2 separate regions of the Mus musculus genome follow, and region 1 is linked to region 2. Evidence: chromatin contacts called from public Hi-C data. All regions are on one chromosome and are shown on one strand. The core of a region is the stretch at or near the end of the contact, and the rest is flanking DNA. Distances in the headings are between cores, read along the strand shown.

The links. A called contact is a pair of places that touch in the nucleus more often than the background predicts.
Region 1: a contact with region 2 is called in a Hi-C map of muscle stem cells, with 3 times the contacts expected there. The contact joins two enhancer-like sites. A contact is called at or near these places in 1 of 15 datasets of contacts at CTCF or cohesin (large pre-B cells), 2 of 484 Hi-C or Micro-C datasets (muscle stem cells and myocytes) and 1 of 115 datasets of contacts at active chromatin or transcription factors (fibro-adipogenic progenitors).

The regions. Positions count from the first base shown.
Region 1 is chr5:102,687,165-102,694,051 of GRCm38.p6, forward strand. All of the region lies in intron 3 of Arhgap24 (Rho GTPase activating protein 24), which reads left to right. Among named protein-coding and RNA genes, the nearest start is that of Gm30396, 59 kb to the left of the region's middle. Within about 2 kb of position 5,512, at least 14 of the 459 cell types and tissues checked have an H3K27ac peak or open chromatin away from gene starts, as enhancers often do. A contact at or near this core is called in muscle stem cells, where this site is marked.
Region 2 is chr5:102,261,908-102,268,209 of GRCm38.p6, forward strand. It overlaps a transcript of Arhgap24 not described here. Among named protein-coding and RNA genes, the nearest start is that of Gm46947, 90 kb to the left of the region's middle. Within about 2 kb of position 4,979, at least 14 of the 459 cell types and tissues checked have an H3K27ac peak or open chromatin away from gene starts, as enhancers often do. A contact at or near this core is called in muscle stem cells, where this site is marked.

The DNA.
Region 1 (6,887 bases), core at 4,262-6,761, 430 kb after region 2:
TGGGGATATCAAACTGTGGGCCTTCCATGTTCTAAATGCTCCCTATTGACCCACCCCCAAAGCCAGGCCTTCATTTCATGTGAAAAGGCCCCTGAAAGTGCATGGTTAGGGTCATTATCAGTAAGATTGCATATGCTGTCTTAGGACAATGCCCTTTGGATGTTATGGGTCCAGGCTAGATCTATTCACATGGATGTGTGTGGTCTGGAAATGAGCAAGAACAGTAGATAGTAAATCAACTGCTGTGTGCCTGGTGGAGGGAAGAGAGGAGTGCTTCCCACTTGGATGTGGCCATTTTTTTTTTCTTTAGAGAGGAATTGTGGAAATCTGGCCAGCAGTTGAGAGAGTAACAGAATTTTGCTTCTCTGTCTAATGATATTTTGGTACATGGTTTTATAAAACTATAGTTCCCTTCTATCATCTAATGATGAAGGCAAAGACCAAAACCAAATGAAAAAAATCTTCTGCTCTGTATAACCAATAACCAGAGAAGGGTTATGGGAAAACGTGACAATGACCAAGAGCCTGTGGTTTTGTCTACCAAGGTTGAGGAGGAAGTGGAGAAGTCAATGGCTGGAATACATCCATCTGCCCTAAAAGATCCAGAACATTCGCCTGATTACCATACGACCTGAGGCATCTGGGAGGGAGACACCATCTGCTGCTCTTTGGCAGGACTTGGTCATCAGGGTGGAGAACGAGTCACTGTCCTCAACTCTCAGATATTGGGAGCTGCCCAAGCACATGCTTTCTACTGGAGGAGATAAATGTGTCTTGATCTGAGGCATTGTTGATGTCTCTGCTTTATCACACACCCTGGAAACTAGGAGAGAAAGAGAACGGGAAGTGTGGGAATAAGGACAAGAAATACTGACTCGTTTGGCACACAATTGATTCAGCTCAGTGGCAGAGTGGAGCAGGGAACCCGAATTAGCCAAATAACTGATTAATTGCTGTACATGTAAGCAAAGAGACTAAAACATATACATCTATGGATTTGGTGGGCACTTGGGTACATAGTGACCTAAGAATGGATACACATGCAAACTGAATTAATTTCTTAAATTCTGCAAGAGGCAACAAGGCATTAGGTAAGTTTTCATAATGACATTTGGGTAGATTCTTTAATTAATTTCAGCTTGTAGCAGTGGACACTGAGGTGGAATAAGAATGAGCGAGCTGCATTTCTGGGACCAGGCTTAGCCCTGCTCTGTGTGATCCTAGAGTGTGCAATGTTGTCTGGTCATGTCATCATTATAATGAGTTCTTTCAAGCCCTTTCCATGCCGCTTGCTGGATATCTATTTCTTGATCCTGGTACTAACCAGGTACAAGCCTGCTTTGCTCTGAACTCAGAAGAGATCAGTGCCTCTAGGGTGGTATACTGTAAACCATCTCATACAGTGCTTGGAGGGCAGAAATAGTGTTTTAATTTTGTTGTGTCTTCATCACTTATGAACAAATAGCCACCTTTGTGGCTTTTAAGCACGTTTCTTAAGCTTGTTAAAATATAGATAGTTATGGCAAAAAAAAATCTCTGAAATTCTTCATGGGACACCTAAATTAATAAAATGTTGTAAACCCCATGATTTAGATATTGCCTGAGACCATAGTCATGAGTAACTGCTGCTTATGTAGAGATCCAGTGCATGTTGGGGAATTCTGCACATCAATTAAAATGAGAGGTCCCTGAGCAATCATAAATGGTTTTAAAATCTAGGTTAATCAAGGAACAATTTGAAACAAAGGGCAGACAACAATGTAAATTGCAATATAAAGCCACCCAGGCTGAAAATACTACATCGTACCAGAACACATCTCTGCTAGTAAGAAATCTAATCATATTTGGCATTATACTTCAATCCCAGAGAGCCAAGTCACTAGCTTATGTGACTTAGAAAAGCTATTTGTTTGGCTTCAACTCTCATGCCCGCTGACTATATGAAATTTTTAGAATTCCAATTTTAATCTCAGTCATATCTTTACCTTGTCTGTGAATGGAATTGACAAAAGATAAGTCACATAAATAATAAAAATAATACTCCTAGAACCCAAATACAATAAGAATACATAGTTAGCTTATTAGTTGTTGAGTGACACTCTAATATTGTGAAAGAATGAGTTATTTGAAGCTGAATAGCTAATTGAGTGGCTGTTTTCACAACTCTTTGCCCCGGTTGTTAGGAGCAAACCCCATGATTGTTTGTGTCATTGACATACTTGACGAATGGAACATCAGAACAACGTGTAAGACAAGAGGTCTGCACGTGATGAATCCTAGTTACAGCGGTTCCAGGGTTCCCACTATCACTTAAAACTCTTCTCCCATTTAATGATGACCTCACCTTTCAGAGTACCTTTGTGGATGCACACCTCTATAAGCTTTAATTTAGATGTTTCTTTTTATTCATTATTTTGTTTATTTACATTTCAAATGTTGTCCACCTTCCCACTTTCCCTGCCACAACCCCCTTCTCCCATCCCCCTCCCCTTTACTTCTATGAGGGTGCTCCACCCACTCACCCACTCCTGCCTCACTGCTCTAGCACCTCCTTATGCTGGCTCCTGTCAGCAAGTGCTTCTTGCCATCATTAATAGTATCTGGGTTTGGTGTCTGCAGATGGGATGAATCCCCAGGTGGGGCAGTCTCTGGATGGCCTTTCCTTCAGTCTCTGATCCATTTTTTGTCCCTGCTTCTCCTTTAGACAGGAAAATTTCTGGGTTGATATTTTTGAGTAGTCCCATCCCTCAACTGGGATTTACCTATTTACTGGACATGGTTTCTACAGGTTCTTTCTTCCCTTTGTTGGGTACTTTGGCTTATGTCACCCCTGTTGGGTCCTGAGAACCTCTTGCTTTCCTGGTATCTGGGACTTTCTAGTGGCTACCCCAGTTCCTCATGCCCCACTGCTACATATTTTTGTTCAATTTCCTGACCCTCTGTACTTCTCTTTCATCTCTTCCCATACCTCATCTTGTTCCTTCCCCCCCCCTTCCTTCTCTTTCCCTCCTAGGTCCCTCCCTCCCTCTATGTCCCATGATTATTTTGCTACCCTTTCTAAGTAGGACTGAAGCATCCACACTGTGGTCTTCCTTCTTCTTAAGCTTCATATGGTCTGTGAATTGTATCATGGGTATTCTGAGCTGTGGGGCTAATATCCACTTATCAGTGAGTACATATCATGTGTGTTCTTTTGTGTCTGGGCTACCTCACTCAGGAAGATATTTTTCTTAATAAGTATAATAACCACCAGAAGAATTTGCCACCTGATACAGAATATCATATTTAAAGGTAACCATAAAGCAGCAGACAGGGAGTATTTTCCACCGTTAATTCCACACCATACTTAAATGTGGGTGTGAGTTTAAAATAAGGTACCATTTTGGTTAAAATAGCTGTCACGATCAACTAAAGTATCTCAGTGTCCAGTAAAGGGAGAAAAAGGAGAGAGGCTTAAAAATGTAAGTGTTTATTTGGTACCTGTTAGCATGCTACCTGATATGGAAACCATGAGAAGTGAATAAAACATAGCCGCTGTTGCCATGAATATCTGAATAACGATCTAGCTGGCCACAGAACACCAGTGTAAGTATAAAACATGCTGGGCTGTTCTCTGAAGCAGCATCCTGAAGGAGTAGTTTAGAAGGATATTTCCCATCAATTCCACAGCTTATCCCAATGCCCAGCCAGCTTCAAGGCTTGATGCTCTGATACTGACTTTCCCAAATGCAGATCCTTCCCTTGGAGACTGAGAATCTTAGAAAATCAACAAACCAACAAATGGACACAATTACATGCAAAGGACACATTGGCTTGCAAGCAAAACCTAGGGCAGTTTTGTGGGCTTGTTTTGTCTTCCTATTGTCTTGGAGATTTTCCAGGGTGGTTGAAAGGGTGCAGCTGGAGCAGTGATATAAGTGCTGTTGGGTTTGCACTGTGTATATTGCTCAAGTGGTCAAATGAGGGGATTAGCAACCAGGTGCCCAGTTTGCAGGAATAGACAGGCTCACCTAGAACACCCACTTTGTCAAAGAATTTTCCCTTCGTGATTCAGATCCTAATCTGTGTAATGCAGCCCCACACTCCCTATCTTCTATGCTTCAGATTCAGCCATCCATCCTGTAGACCCACTAATCAGTTCCTGAGCCATCCAGACATCCTGTAGACCCACTAATCAGTTCCTGAGCCATCCAGCCATCCTTTAGGCCCACTAATCAGTTCCTGAGCCATCCATCCTCTAGACCCACTAATCAGTTCCTGAGCCATCCATCCTCTAGACCCACTAATCAGTTCCTGAGCCATCCAGCCATCCTCTAGGCCCACTAATCAGTTCCTGAGCCATCCATCCTGTAGACCCACTAATCAGTTCCTGAGCCATCCATCCTCTAGACCCACGAATCAGTTCCCAAGCCATCCACACATCCTATAGACTCACTAATCAGTTCATGTGTCATCCATCCTATAGACCTACTGATCAGTTCTGAGCCATCCAGCCATCCTGTAGATCTACTAATAAATTCCTGAGACATCCAGCCATCCTGTAGACCCACTAATCAGTTCTCAAACCATCCTGTAGATCCATTAATCAATTCCTGAACCATTCAATTTCAAGAGCTGCATTTTTTCTTGTGATATTTGTTTTGACTGTTTTTCTTCATCCCTTATAAAACTTTATTTTTAAAAACTATCCATCTTGTGCCCTAACTTCTATCTGAACTGTAGAGTAGGTAAGCTATTCTCTGTTAGGAAGTGACCTGGTTTGGGACAGCACTCAGGTTGTTGGTCTGTTTCTTTGAAAATACAGAAATGATAGTCTTCACAAACCTTGTTTCCATCTGATCAGATCAAGGTTGCGCATCTTTGCCAGTGGGTACAAATGGCCATGTCACAGCTGCGGCTTCCCCTCACTTAAATCCACCCTGCTCAGCATTAGAAACTGTCCTTCTGCTTTCAATGACATGCCTGAAGCAACAAGCAAATCCACCTCTGATGTAAGCATTTTAACTTTGCTAGGTCTCACCACGAGTTTGAGTTTCACTTTGATCTCAAATCATGACACTATTAAATTTTTTCCAAGGACAATGGATCTAATGCACATCTCCTAAGAGAAAAATAAAATGTCTGAGAGGCAGTCTCAGCAACTACTTTTTGTACCGGGACTGAGAAAAGCAAAGCATTGAGGACACATCAAACAAAAAAGAAAAACAGAACCCGCTATGTCATGACCTTACAGTAGCCCAGGATTGAGCCATACTCAAAGCTGGAGTTTAGTTTAAAACAGAATCATTTTTAGTGGTTTTTAAAAAATCATCAGAATACAACAGTCTATAGAAACAGTGCTTGAAGGAGTAGAGAGGATGTTTGTTAAAGGAATGGTGTTGTAATATGTTGTGAGGTACTCAAAGGTAGGAACAATAAACTAGGTATCCTTACTAAGATAACTGGACTCACCGAGATGCTCCATTTCTTTGGATGCCTGGGTTGTGAGAATGTGGAACACAGTACAGAATGCACGTCAACACTGCCCTCTACAGGTCTCAGAAGCAGTTACTTGCCTTAGCCTCTAAATGGCTGGATTTAAAGGCATGCTTGCATGAAAAGACTCAAACTGATGAGTGTTTTAGCTGTTAGGTACCCCGGGCCATCTCTATATCTCTGCACTAAGACAGCAGTTACACAAATCCTCGATGCTTCTAGGAACATATGATGTTGAGAGTTCTTAAAAGAATTTTATCTTGTGGTCCACTAGGAATGAAGACATGCTTTGCTGGAGTGACAGTGACAGAGAAGCTATGGGATATGTGAGGTCTGCCTGGATGCTCTAACATAGATAGCAGCAGTGTGGCTCTGATGTTTTCCTGTTATAGAGAAAATATAGTAAGATTGCTGGCCCCATAATAAAATCTAGAGAGTAGAAGGATATGCCATCCAGCCTAGAAGAGTAGCCAAATATTAGGGCTTCTTAGATGGAAGATGGGTGTTTTTATAAATTGTGGGTGTCTGTGACAAGCAATAAGAAATGAAGGATCATATAATTTAAGGTAGGAAAACTTCAAAAATGACTGGCTTGAAAAGAAAAGTTTCTGGAGAAAGAAACTTGTTTGACCTCACAAGTGTGAGAGAAAAAGGCCAAAGCCTCCCAGTGCACACAGCAAAACCTAAATGGGGTCAAGGTCAGAACTGCACAATGGTGTGGAACTTGTTGGTACTCAAACTTGCTTAATCATGAAGAGGAAAGAGCAGCTGTGTAAACACTGTGTTAGTGTTTGCTGGTATTTGGCCGTAATCTGAGGAGCAAGGCCTCAGATGTATGTTGTTTGTGTGAACACGTGGGCTATGGAGAAACAGAGATGTCAACTCCTACCTACATTAGGATACTGGATATAAGTGGTACTGAGGAGAGTAGGGGGAGATGGCTCAGTCCCTAATGTGATTGTCACACAACCGTGTGGACCTGAGTTTGGATCCCACTACCTATGCTTAAAAAGCCAGGTGTGGAGGCACAGGACATGAACTCCAGTGTGGAAGGAGGGCTGTGTGGGTAGATGGGGGTAGGTAGAGGTAAGAGGGTTATGGGACTCAGGAGCTCATTGCCTACCCAGTCTAGGCAATCAGTGATCTCCAGGTTCAGTGATACACTCTGTCTCAAAAGTTAAGCTGAGGAAGACATACTGTTGATCTCTGACCTCCCTCTATGTACCTCTATGTGTGTCCACCATCAAGGACACTTATATACACTTACATTCACCACACACAATGCACACAGAGTAGTAGACTGTATTAGAGAGGCAGTTACAGAAGGAGGAAGTCCTTCTGAAGTGCTCAGTGAAGTTACCACCAAGTCTCAGGAGAAGACAGCCACTCGCCAACAGCTCCCTGGTGGTAGG
Region 2 (6,302 bases), core at 3,729-6,228:
GCACACCAGGAGAGCTTGCCCATCCGGACACAATTTGGCAAGGAGTGCATGCAAGTTTCCAGCCATCACCAAGGAATGGAATTCAAGAAGACATGGCTGCAAGACCCTCCATGAACACCATCAGCCCCTGAACACGGCGACCGCTTCAGATTTCATGATCCCCAGCTTCCTCCTCCAATCTCATCTTCGCATAAACAAAGGATTCAGAAAGCAGCCGGCATTCCAGAATGCACGTGGTTTTGTAACGGCACCGTGGTTTCACATCTCAAGAGGGTTCCTGTTTTATTTGTTTGTCTGTTTTTTTAAAAACATTTTTAAAGTAAAATTTTTTGTCTAATAGTTGTTGACAGTTAATGAGAAAACGAAGCACAGGTGTGAGGCTTTTGGAGGCAGAGAGGCGTGAAAGTTTGGGTGCTAGGATGAAGATACCCGATGAAGTACCTACAGGATTTGGAAACTCAAATGATCTTCTGAGAGTTCAACTAGTAAAATCCAAAGAAGTGCAATCATCTCTAAGCGCCTAAGAGTAGGTGGACAGGTAAAACCTCAGAGAGGCGGACTACACGGAAGCGTTTACAGGCAAGGAGTGGATGTGCACTGGGAGGGAGCTCAGGATACCTTCCTCAGCGGAGGTCATCAGATACCGATGGACAGATGTGAGCCACTGTTGTCCTCAAGTCTCAACGCTCCCAAGCTGAGCTGTGGCTACGCTATGCGAGATAAACTTCAGCTCTCAGTTCTTAAAAATGAGGAGAAAACCCGTGCTCCTAAAGGATTTGGCTCTTTTGTTTTACTTTGTTTTGTTCTTCTGAGACACTGTATGGTTAAGTTTCTGAGGCTGGACTAGACCTTGTGATTGACTAAGACTGTTCTTGAGCTAATCACTACCCTCAGGGCTCAGCTTCCTGAATGACAGGATTGCAGCACATGCCACCATGAGCCTTTGTGGTTTTAGATTCAGTGGGAGTAGGTGATGACCTTCAATAACATACATTATCAAAAGGGAGAAAAATAATTAAAATTGCTGTCACAGTTAGGGTTTTATTGCTGTGAAGAGACACCACAACCCAAGTAACTCTTATAAAGGACAACATTTAATTGGGACTGGCTTATAGGTCTAGAGGTTTAGTTCATTATCATCATGGTAGGAAGCATGGCAGCATACAGGCAGACATGGTGCTAGAGAAAGAGCTGAGAGTTCTGCATCTTGATCCAAAGGCAGCCAGGAAGAGATTGATTCTGGCCAGACTTGAGCATAGATGAGCCTACCCCCACGGTGGCACACCCATTCCAACAAGGCCACACCTCCTAATAGTGTCACTCCCTGGGTCAAGCATATTCAAATCAGGATGATGGTCATCTCTTCTGAAAGTAACCAAACTTGTACGCAGACATATACACACACATGCACACATAACACTCTATAGATCCAGCTGTCACAACTGCTCACTATATTACCACAAAGAAAAAATTCTAATCATATTCACCCTATCTTGGAAGATCATGGAGGAAGGAATCTTACTAATATAATCCAGTAATCAGAGAATAATCTCAACACAAAAACTAGACAAAGACATTATGGTATAAATGAATATCCCTCATGAACATGGACACACAGCATCCTTGATAAAAGTGAGTAAGCCAAGTACAACCAATACACATATATACAACTTATGAAACTGTATATAACACATGCAATGATAGTCTATAATTATCTTCGTACTAATCTAGTTTCTTATTTTATTCAAAACACTATAAAAGGTTGCCTATGTATTGAACTGCATCCCAGCAATATTGGCTAAGTGTGGCTTAACATAATAATGTTTGATTTAACCCTTTAAGTCATTTTAACTTACTGTAATAACAGAAATAAATAAAGGTATAAATGTGATCTCAGGAAATATAGAAAGGACATTTAAGAAATTCAGCTATAAGTCAAGATACAAATTGTCAGAAAACTAGGAAAATTAGGAAACTCAATTGATACAAGGCATCTTGAAAAATGCACAAGTCACATTCTTCTTAATGAGGACATATTGATCATGTTCCTTGCTAAGATCATGAAAGCAAGACAAAGATCCAGTTTATTTGCCATGTACTATCCAATGCTGTGAAAATGTGGGGAGGTTGTGGCTTGGGCGATACAGACTGACAGAAAAGACAGTGTCATTATTTACTGGGTCTTAGTGAATCAGAAATAGCTACTTGTCTTAGTCAGGGTTTCTATTCCTGCACAAACATCATGACCAAGAAGCAAGTTGGGGGAGGAAAGGGTTTATTCGGCTTTCACTTCCATACTGCTGTTCATCACCAAGGAAATCAGGACTGGAACTCAAGCAAGTCAGAAAGCAGGAGCTGATGCAGAGGCCATGGAGGGATGTTCCTTACTGGCTTGCTTCCCCTGGCTTGCTCGGCCTGCTCTCTTATAGAACTCAAGACTACCAGCCCAGGGATGGCACCACCCACAAGGGGCCTTTCCCCCGTGGTCACTAATTGAGGAAATGCCTTACAGTTGGATCTCATGGAGGCATTTCCTCAACTGAAGCTCCTTTCTCTGTGATAACTCCAGCTGTGTCAAGTTGACACAAAACTAGCCAGTACACTACTGAAACAAATGGCTGGGTTGTTCAAGATGAAGGAAATCAACTAAATTTGTGTTTACATCAAATTCATGTAAACCTGCCATAAGGAATTCAAATTGAAACTATCACACCTGCTTGGATTTTACTACAATCAGGATCTGCCTGTATCTGCCTCCCAACCTGTCATCACTGGGGTTATTATAGGTTTTTCCATTGCACTCAACTTTTTACCTGGGTTCTAGGCTCTATGGTCAGCCCTCAAGCTTGCTGAGTGAGTCCATTACTGACTCCCAACTGTCTCCTCTTCCCCCGTGTTCTGTTCTAGCACAACACGTAAGCACTGCCTGACTTATAGTCCAGAAACATTTATAAGTTATACTTCTGCTATTATTCAGTTCAAAACTACTCAAAACTTATCTTCAAAAGAATAACTATTGGGTTTTTGAGATGGATCAGTGGTTATAAACACTGGACACTTCCAGAGAGCATGGTTGTGATCCCAGCACTTACACGGTGACTCAACCATCTGTAACTCTAGTCCCCGGGAACCTCCTGCACTCTTCTGGTATCTGCATGTTCCGTGATACACATATATATATATGTGTAGCCAAAATACCCGTACACACAAAAGTAAATAAAGAAAGAAAATTAAAAACAATGAACAATCTTTGACAGAGTACCAAAAGTACAATAGAAATTTTATTCCATTTGAAGATTTTCATATGTCCAGTCTGTGTTTACTATTTTTCAGAATGGGGATCATTATTTGCATAATCTTAAATGTTAGGAATGAATGATACAGAATAATGTTAAAACTATAAATACAAATTTGTCTTTAATTCTTATATATAATTTGTATGCATGTACGTGCACACATGTCTGTCTATACAATGCTTAAAAGCCTATTTTAAAACTGTTTCCAAGGTAGCCATGTTTAGAACTTTCTAATTAGTTAACCCTTTCATGTAAACAAAACTCTGTTGAATAGATCCTTGTATTTCAATTAACAACCTCAAAACAAAATGCTTCCCACTTTTTAAAAATTGTTTTAAAAATTATTATTGCTGGTTTTCCTTTTTATTTCTTCTTTTATACAATATATCCCAACTGTAGCCTCCCCTCTCCCGACTCCAATCCCTTCTGTCCCCCTTCTCTTTCCCTCAGATCCACTCCTCCTCCATTTCCCTTCAGAAAAGAGCAGGTCTCCCAGGGGTAACAAGATGCAATAAGACCAGGCACATCACATCACACCAGAGCTGGATGAAGCAATCTAGTAGGAGGAAAAGGGTCCCAAGAGCAGGCTAGAGTCAGACTGGACATCTGATGGCAAAAATCACTGTAAACCTGAGCAGCTCCTGATGACAAATTCATAAAATTTATTACACCATGAATTCATTTTTCCCCTGAGTTAGCAGGGTAGTCTTACATTTAGTAATATCTTCCAGAATTTCCACTGCCCTGTTTCCTTACATGTTCTCTGATATATTAAAAACTGGAATTAAGTAGCTATGTGGAGGTCAATATTTTCTTTAGGCCATCTGAAGATCACAATGGTATTATGCTCTGCTTAGGGAAAACCTTCTGTATTGAGTCTGTCCTTTCACTAAATTTTGTTTAACTTTACTTAGAGGACCTGCCAGTTCTGAAATGGGGGCTTTTGGACTCCAGAATTCCCATCACTAACCACTGTGTTGAGCTTCCTGGTACATGGAAAGTCTATTAAAAGAAGCCTCATTCTCTTGGGTTTATATCCATGCCACTGATAGAACTCCAAAGAAAGCTCTTGGAAATATTTGACACATCAGAGAAAAATGTTACCTTGAGAAAGATCTTTTTATAATTTTTCCTTCATGGAAATTTCCTTGACAAGTTTCAATTGCTTCTTGTATTTTATTTTTATTGCTCTTAGCCTTTAACACACGTTTTTGTTATTCTAAGTACAGAGTTGAGATGGAATTATAAAGACAAGAGATAGCATAAGGTGAAAGAGTCCTCCCGTTTTAAAACTCCAGCCACCTCTGTCACAGTGTGTAACTCGAGGACAGGCATATCAGGAGGAGAGCGGTCACAAAGGAAACGTCTTTAATGGTGACAGGACTCCCAGATGTCCCCACAGGGAAGCCCCCTCCAGCTTGTGATCCTTTTCACCCCAGGGCTAAAGCGAGGCAGTCAGGTGGCGATGTTTCTCTTCCGCAGTTCCCTGCAGCCTCAGAGCTTCCTCAGCCAGAGCAGACTTGTCCAGCGCAAACTCTTCCAAGGGTACAGTCCTCATGGGTCCGAGCCCCAGACAGCATCACTTGCCCATCGTAGCTGAGGCATGCAGTCTAGGTCCAGGCTGCTCCATAGTCTGAAGACCTCGAGAGCAAGGGAGCAAGGAAAGATTGACACAAATGTTAGCGGACTCGTGGCCATGCCATGACACTGCAGTTTACAGAGCGGATGCTTCAGTGGGTAACAGCTGGACAGCTGCTCTGCTGTGTATTTTAATGCTGCCCCTTTAACAACCTAAGCCTTAAGGTCATTCCTTCCGTGTCACATCTTTGGCAGCCCACAGTTCTCTCCCATGTCATCTCCATTGAAGATGTTCTTTATCATCTTGCCGCTTCTGTTTCTTCCCTTTGTTTGGCCACTTGGCATTTTCCCCACACCTGGTCATATTCTCACTCGCTTTTTATGATTCACCAGGAATGTTTGCCAGGGTCTTGGCATTTAAAACATATTTTCCTACTTCATCTTCTCCTATTTTAGCAAGGACAATTGGCACATATGCTTCTTTTTACTGTGATTTTGAAAATGGATGCCAAGTTGCTGGTTCCCAGATTTCAATCACTCACACATGTGGCCTCTTGTCTTAGAATCTCACAAAGTAAGACACATTTTTATTGCTGCGTTTAGCCAGGATTGATGTAAAGTTTAGGCAGTATGGACTTCTGGATATAGCATTAGAGGGAATAAAATATTCTTGCAGTTCTGGGGGCAGGTTGTAAGTGTTTGTATCCCTTAGATACGCCCTATTTACTTACTAAATCCTGAATGAGATATGTTCTTTCTACTTACAGACGTTACTCTGAGAGATTTACCTACAGGTTGCAGTTCACCATTTAAAATTTTTATTGTATCGTACAGGAGCAATTAGCCAGACGTCTGCCACCATAGTTTGGCTAGTGTAGGGTGCTGTGTGACTGCTGATGTGGATACAATGCCAGACAAAGGGACTTCATCCTGACCACTTGGGACTTTGTGCCTGTTGGTTTGCACCCTCCACCCCCATTTCAGTGTGCTAGCCACTGGCAGCCATTATTCCACTTTGATGCAATGAATTTGACTCTTGAAAAATACTCACATAGGTGGAATCCAACAGCGTTTTTCTTTCACATCTTACTTCACTCAGCGCACTCTCCTCAAGGCTGATCTCCACTGCAGCGCACTGCAGATCCCCTTGCCTTTTAAAATTGGCTAGTCCTTTGTTGTACCGATTACATTTTCTCATGGGGTGCTAGTATGTCCTTAAGATCCCATTTACAATGTTTGGGTAAATAGAATCAGAGCTGTGGGTGCTGTGGAAGTTCTGTTGTTAATTTTTTGAGGGATATCTACATGTTTTCATTGTGACTGCACCATTTTGCATTTCCACTGATAGCATGCATAGATTCAGTTTTTTACATCCTTATAACGTTAGCTGCCTCTCCTCATTTATCCGTTCATTTTGATAACAGCTGT